Linked DNA regions of Mus musculus: region 1 is linked to region 2. A link is a contact called in public promoter capture Hi-C data. All regions are on one chromosome and are shown on one strand. The core of a region is the stretch at or near the end of the contact, and the rest is flanking DNA. Distances in the headings are between cores, read along the strand shown. Region 1 holds the start of Apold1 (apolipoprotein L domain containing 1). Region 2 holds the start of 4933406J09Rik (RIKEN cDNA 4933406J09 gene).

Region 1 (3,338 bases), core at 114-2,613, 580 kb before region 2:
ACTGGGAACAGGGAGGTAGGTTACTACTGGGTTATGGGTCAAGTTTCCAAAGGCTCTGGAGCCTGGGACAAGTCACACAAGTTCCCAGAACCCGTTAACTGTGCGTTCCAACAGAGATTATGCTGTCTTCTGCTTTCCTTCCAGGGAACAAAATCTATGGACACCATCCACAGATTTAAATAAAGGTTTAAACGGGAAGGTGGAGACTATTAGAAAGCTGCTCCAGGTAAATGCTCTGAAAACAGAGACTTTGCTCTGTTTTCAAAATGACACTTGGGCTGAGGATGCAGCTCAGGGGTAGAGCCATTGTCTGGTGTGACACCCTATTCTATTCCCCAACTCCTGACAAACAAGGACCAATAAAAAGAAGAGAACACCTTAAAAGTAGCAAACCGTGCATGTAACGTAACAAAAACTTTTCATTATGTGGAGACTTGTGTCCTAGGGACTCAAGGTACTTGCCCCCCCCATTCTCATTATATCATTATATTCTCTCTCTCTCTCTCTCTCTCTCTCTCTCTCTCTCTCTCTCTCCTTCTCTCAATGTCCCTGTCCCTCTCTCTAATCCTAGCACTTGGGAGGCAGAGGCAGGATCATTGAGAGTTCAAGGCCAACCTGGTCTAAATACTGAGTTCTAGGCCATCCAAGGCTACATAACAAGAATTTGTCTCAAGGTAAAAAAGAAAAGGTGCTAGCTAGCAGCTCACTGGAGGCTTCCTTGGGTCCAGATGGACTGAAGCCAATAAAAGGTGACTAAGGGAGAAAGCTGAATGTACCAGGTTCATCTGTAAAAGGCCATCTGTCCTGGTAATGAGGGAGCCCCATTTTCATACACACTGTACTCTCCACCAGTCAGAACTTCTTAAAGGCACCAAATAAGTCACTGAAAGAGCATGTCGGACCTGAACGAGCAGGGCAGAAGTTATTTAATTTTTTATCTTTCTCCATTTGTTTTTGTTGTTTTTAAAGACAGGCTGTTACATAGTCCAAGTTGACCTCAAACCCCCGATTCTCCGGCCTCCACCTCCTGAGTTCTAGAATTCCAGGCTTGCATCGGCATGCACAGCCAGAACTCATTGTCCTCGGTTAAGATGAAGGCCTTTAGAGACCGGCTACCAACAGCTGATGTTTCTCAGTGCCCCCAGAAGAACACTGGTCTCCTGACTCATAGGTCCTACAGCTCCTGGTTGACCTCCATGATCTAGCTGACCAGTAAGAAGTTTTCAGGTAACAAGAAGGTTGGGAAAAAGTCACTCCAAATACATGACGCCTCGAGAGTTGACCCCGATATCACCAATCCCATTGCAGACACATCCCTCGGACTCCCCACTTACCCTTCACTCTGGCCTCCAGGAAGAAAAGTGGGAGACTGTTTCTGGACGAGCATACTTTATAGCTCCCAGGAGCCAATGACGGCTCTGGGAAAGCCTTGTCTCATTCTGAGAAGCTGCTGTTTCCTGCCCTGACCCCTGCTGCCTTCGGCCAGGATATGACATGTTGGAAAAAGAGACGCTGGCAAAGCACGTCCCGTATTTAGGAAATGAATATTGTGTGTTCGCTTTCCCCTCCAAACGCAGGAAGAGAACCACAGGCTCTTCCCCAACTTGAAACAAGTGCTGTCATCTCCCAGTGGGGATACCCTGCCTTTCCTCTCCTGAGAATAGCTACTGACGCCATCGGGGGAGGCTTTCCCACATGCCCCAGGCTGCCCAATTATAGTGTTTCTTTGAGAGGACTCCATCAGAAAATCATTTTTAAAAAGAAATAGGAGGGACCGGAAAACTTAATTATGATCGATACAGCCACTCATGGTCCTTTTCAAAGAGCTTTGTGGGGATGTAAGTAGCTGAAGCATGTGACCCATTAAGGGAGGGCAGCCAGCACCAAGGAGCGCCTAAAATTCAAGACCACGCCCACAGGAAGTGCTGCGTGCAGTTTAGGGCATCTCCAGCTGTGGAGAAGACACAGGAGGTCTCAAAAAGGGCACACTGCGGGGCCAAGTGCGTCAGAAAAATCACTGGGGTCAAGCTGCACACCGAGCTAATTATACACTTTCCATGGCAGCGGGGAGATGATGGCTTCCGGGGTTTTCATATGAAGCGAGGACTGTAGCTTGCATCATGGTTAAATGAGTGGATTCTAGCTACAGGTTCCCCAGCAGGGTCTGAAAAACAGTTATCTATTACAGAGCGTGCAGGCGGGGAAATGAATGTAGCTTCTTTCTGTGCCTTTACCCAGACCAGATGGCGATGCACCCCATAGCTATCCCTGAAGCAGTTAGGGTGGGGGTGGGGGGAGGGGAGAAGCTGAAGCTTAGTTGGGAAACCCAGTCTCACCAAAGGACCCCTGACACCATCGTCAAAGGCCAAACTGGTTTTCACCTAAATGATTCATGTCTCCAGCTGGAGGTGCAGTAGACTAGCACGCGGAGGCCCTGGATTCTAACACTGGCACCCAGAAACCCATCACTGTGGCCCACCCCTGTAATTCCAGCACCAGGAAGTAAAAGCTTGAGGGTTAGACATTCAAGGTCAGCTTCGGATTCATAGCTAGTTGGAATCCAGCCTGGGCTACGTGAGACCCTGTTCCCAAAACGAAACAAAAGTCCCCCTTATTCATTTGGAGTCTCTTGCATCTGTTCAGTGCGGTCTCACTATGGAGTTCTGGCTAGCCTAGAACTCATTAAGTAGATCAGACTGGCATTGAACTTGCCTCTTGCTCTGCCCCATTTGGAAAGTTTCAACAGCTCTATCATTGTAGAACACAATTAAGCCCCTCACTTTCGTATGGATAACCTGTCTTTACCAGAGCAGTGCCACCTGCAGCACACCCTGCTGCTCTTGACCTTGATCAGTCAGAATTTAGTCCACGTCCAAGTGTTCTGGTTATAGCTCCTACAGAATAGACATAACCGAGCAGAATGGCCCCAGCGTCTACTTGTACTCTTGAGATAAGAGGCAGAACGGCTGGGCATGGTGGCACAGGCCTGTCATCCCAGCACCTGGAAGGAAGCATCATAGTTTGCTCAAAGTTCAAGGTCAGCCCGAACTGGAGAGCAAAACCTGGAAGCACAGGGGCCTGAGTCTAATCCTCAGGACCTACATTTAAAACTGCCAAGTGTGGTGTTGCTGGTCGAGCAGCCTAGCTTACATCACAAGCTCTATCTACTCCAACCACAAAAGGGCAGCCAGCACATGAGGAACAACACTCAAAGCCATTCTCTTACTCCCACGTGCATGTACACACACACACACACACACACACACACACACACACACATATATAGACAGGCCCAGCACACTGTTGGTAGGTGCCATTCCTGTGCAGGTCCCTGGTCC
Region 2 (3,532 bases), core at 481-2,980:
TCCGTTTCCTGATGCGCATCCCCAAATCTGGCTCAGACACAGGGTTTTTCACTACTCAATTCTCCTGGAATCTGTGTAGTGCATGTTTCTCGAAACTAATTTTTCTTTGGTTAGTTATATCTTTTAGTATGGAAGAACCCAGAAAGAGAATGTGGGAGGGATGCCTCCCCACCCCCATACTTGTCAGTAAATCCAAAATTGTGTTTGAGGCTGAGCAGTGATGGTGTTGCTGGTGCAGTAAGAGGCAAGGCCAGAGCCAGAAGCATTGAACTTCCATCAGGGTCGTCCAGGCACAGAGGCGGGATAGAATTGTGGTGGATTTAGCTATCCCCAACTTCCTTTGAGGACTCCACAATTAAGAACATCTCAGACTTGACGCTAATATCACCTCTTCCTCTACCGGAAGCCATGAGGGCAAATGTTGGTCTACACCTGACTGACAATGAGTCTGTGTCTACTCTAGGAGAGGCAATGAGAAACTTGGAGAAAGCGAACATCCATCTTGTCGAATTTATGGTCATCAAGAGAGACTTCTCGACCTAGTCGGTCATCAACTTTAAAAATAAACAGAAGCATGTTTTCATAGTCTCGGGCTGCAGAGAGGTGTCATTACAATAGCTGGGATTTTTTGGAGTCACTTCTTCTTCTTCTTCTTCTTCTTCTTCTTCTTCTTCTTCTTCTTCTTCTTCTTCTTCTTCTTCTTCTTCTCCTCCTCCTCCTCCTCCTCCTCCTCCTCCTCCTCCTCCTCCTCCTCCTTCTTCTTCTTCTTCTTCTTCTTCTTCTTCTCCTTCTTCTTAAAACTCAGCTGTGTAGAGAGTGTTTATAGTTATGCCCAACTTACAGATAAGAAAACCGAGGCACCGAATTGCTTAAGGTGACATATGCGGCTAAGCTGAGGTTGAAGAGAGCCCAGGCTGTCTGTCTATAGAGCCCAGACCCTGACTATCTTTCCTGTCACTATTTAGATGTCTTTGATTAACTCTTTGTCTTCTTATCTAGAACCAGGATCATTGCCACTTGACTCTGGAGCAGAAAAATACTACACTGTCTGAAACAGGTAAAAGCCTGGTGATATCTCCTCAGTGGGTGGTTGGGAGTTTGGAAACCGTCTGGTTCCTAGAGGCCTGACCCTTGCGTGCTCTAGATTCGTCCACATTGCAAGTCTATGGAGATGCAAGTTAATGTGTAGAAAATGAGGGTAATGTAAACACAATACCTCCCATGAAAACGAGAACCGGTTCCTGCAGAATGCGTTCCTTTGTTGTCCTGCAGAGAGCAGCTTTTCCAGTTTGTCCTGTTTGTACATCATCTCAGCAGTCCTTATCTGACTATAAATGCTTAGTGTTAGAAGGTCTCCTTCAAACCGGAGAGAATATTGTATTGGTTTCGGTTCGGTGTTACAGAAGGCATTTGAAATAAGCTCTTTTTAATGTGTCAGTCAAGCCAAATACATTTATTTTTACACTTTCACACGAGTGTACAACATATTGTGGTCATAGTCTTACCCTATTACCGTTCTCCCTCACGCTTGTATTGACTTTCTTCTTCCCATGCCTTTTTTAGCCCCACGAGGGCTGCTTGTGTGATCATGGCTATGGGGTGGGTCATTTAATTAAAGCAGGGGCAACTTACCAGTGGCTACACCACTGAAGAAATGGCACCCTCACCCCAGCAACTGTTAACTGCCACTAGCTCCTTGGCAGGGTGGGGTGGGGTGGGTGGACGCCTCAGGAGCCTCCCCTATCCACGGTGGAATGTTGAAGGGACCAATCTGACACCAGTTCTTTACAACATATGATTTTACTTTAAATTAATTTAACCCTTAGTTAAATCATTTAAGTTCTTTGGCTTTCAGCCCCACCGAATCTTCACCTTGGACTATAGGCTTGGTTGCCTGAGGCACATTTGGATGCATTGGAGTCATTTCTGTTACTCATTGTGCCTCTGACTGGATGAGGGATGCGAAGGAGGTGAAGTTTGGTGTCCTCCGTGGCTCATGTGCTTGAACATTCGTGCCCAGTAGGTGGCGCTGTTTTTCGAAGGTTAAGAAATCCTTAGAAGGATTCAGGTCGGGCCTTGGGCCTCTATTTCCTACAGGAGCTTTCTGTTTCCTGATCTGTGAAGATGTGAACAAGCCGCATGACAAGCTGGAGAGGCGATCCTCTGTTACAGAAAAGAGCCAGCTGAGCAAGGTGTGGGGAACAAGGCAGTTTCTCAGGTCTCCGCTTCAGTTTCTGCCTCCAGATCCCTTCCTTGGCTTTCCTCAGCGATCAGGTCATGGTAAGTCAAATTAACCCTTTCTTCTCTAGGCTGCTCTTGGTCATGCCGGCTTTATCGCAGCCATAGAAAATAAACCAAGAATGGGTTACTGTCGAGAGGTGTTGGAGGAGCGGGCTGACCTTCACAGTGTTGGGGAGTTGGCAGTTCAGAAGCCTCACACTAAACAACTGAGTTATTAGAGGATAGTTATATGGAGGATGAGTGAGTTTCGTGTGTTCTGTGAGGAGGGCTGGGGCTAGCTCAGCGGCAGAGTGCCTGCCTAGTGTATCTGAGACACTGAGTTCAACTCTTACACCACCCAGAGAACAAAATCCCAGAGTTAGGGAAGAACATTTGCAATGCATGTTCTATAACTAGGGGTCAAAGGTCTCAGGATGTGCACGGGGATGAGTTGGACAATGACAAAACAGGTATAGATGTAAAACTCCTCGGGTGGCTTCTCATTGCTACCCAGAGTGTGATGTGTGCAGGTGTGGAATAAGAACCATTGGCTTGCACTGGCTTGGGTGTCTGAGTGTGGGCAACAAGTCCAACATTCTGTGAAAAATGCCTCACCCCTGACTGTGAATAACCAGCAAATATACAGTGGGAGGTTTGAAATTCACCTTTGAGCACTGTCCTCGAATCTGTTTGACATTTTTTTTATGATTGACTTGGGTAGTGATGAATTCACAGATGATGGGAAGAGGAGTTTGGGGAGGGATATGGACCACAGAGTCAGGTGAGAGTTCTAGATGTGAGCCTTGGGTCTGTCATTTCCCAACTGGATGCTCTCCCTTTCTCCATCTTCTTCCCCCTCCCTTCTTCCCTCCCTCGCTCCCCCTTTCTCTTTCCTCTCTCTTCCTCATTGTTTTTCCACTTTATTGTAGTCTCTCATTGAACCTGGGGCTTGCTGCCTCAGTTAGCCATCCAGCAAGCCCCTGAGTTCTGCATGCTTCTGTCCCCCGCGCTGGGTTACAGATGTGGGCCACCATGCCGAGGTTTTTCTGGGCATCCAAACTGAAGTCTGTACAGACTCATGGTTGCCACTGAGCCATACTTCTAACTCTCTAAATAGCTTACGAACAGTTCCCTTAACCACACTAGCCTCTGTTTCCTAGTTTATTAAGAGAAGACAGAAAGATCTGACTTTGTGTAAAGACCAAATGACCAAGGTTTTCGTGGGAAGCACTTGTCAGGTGTCGGGGTACAAAGCTGGTGTTTCAGAAACTGCCAGCTGTTGTTGACATATGATCATTACTCTGGGAAGAAT

The links. Capture Hi-C pulls out chosen DNA fragments and counts their contacts.
Region 1: a contact with region 2 is called in a promoter capture Hi-C map of adipose tissue, with 2.3 times the contacts expected there. The contact joins the promoter of Apold1 here to the promoter of 4933406J09Rik in region 2. A contact is called at or near these places in 4 of 39 promoter capture datasets (the 3T3-L1 cell line, cranial neural crest, liver and 1 more), 1 of 115 datasets of contacts at active chromatin or transcription factors (pancreatic cancer cells) and 1 of 9 other capture datasets (adipose tissue).

What each region holds. Positions count from the first base shown.
Region 1 is chr6:134,980,026-134,983,363 of GRCm38.p6, reverse strand. It overlaps Apold1 (apolipoprotein L domain containing 1), which reads right to left and starts at 1,363. Exons shown (of 2, transcript NM_001109914.1): 1 at 1,335-1,363. It overlaps Gm36428 (a long non-coding RNA gene), which reads left to right. Exons shown (of 3, transcript XR_003956531.1): 1 at 1-226; 2 at 970-1,227; 3 at 1,309-1,466.
Region 2 is chr6:134,401,613-134,405,144 of GRCm38.p6, reverse strand. It overlaps 4933406J09Rik (RIKEN cDNA 4933406J09 gene), which reads left to right and starts at 1,730. Exons shown (of 9, transcript NR_153848.1): 1 at 1,730-2,280. All of the region lies in intron 2 of Bcl2l14 (BCL2-like 14 (apoptosis facilitator)), which reads right to left.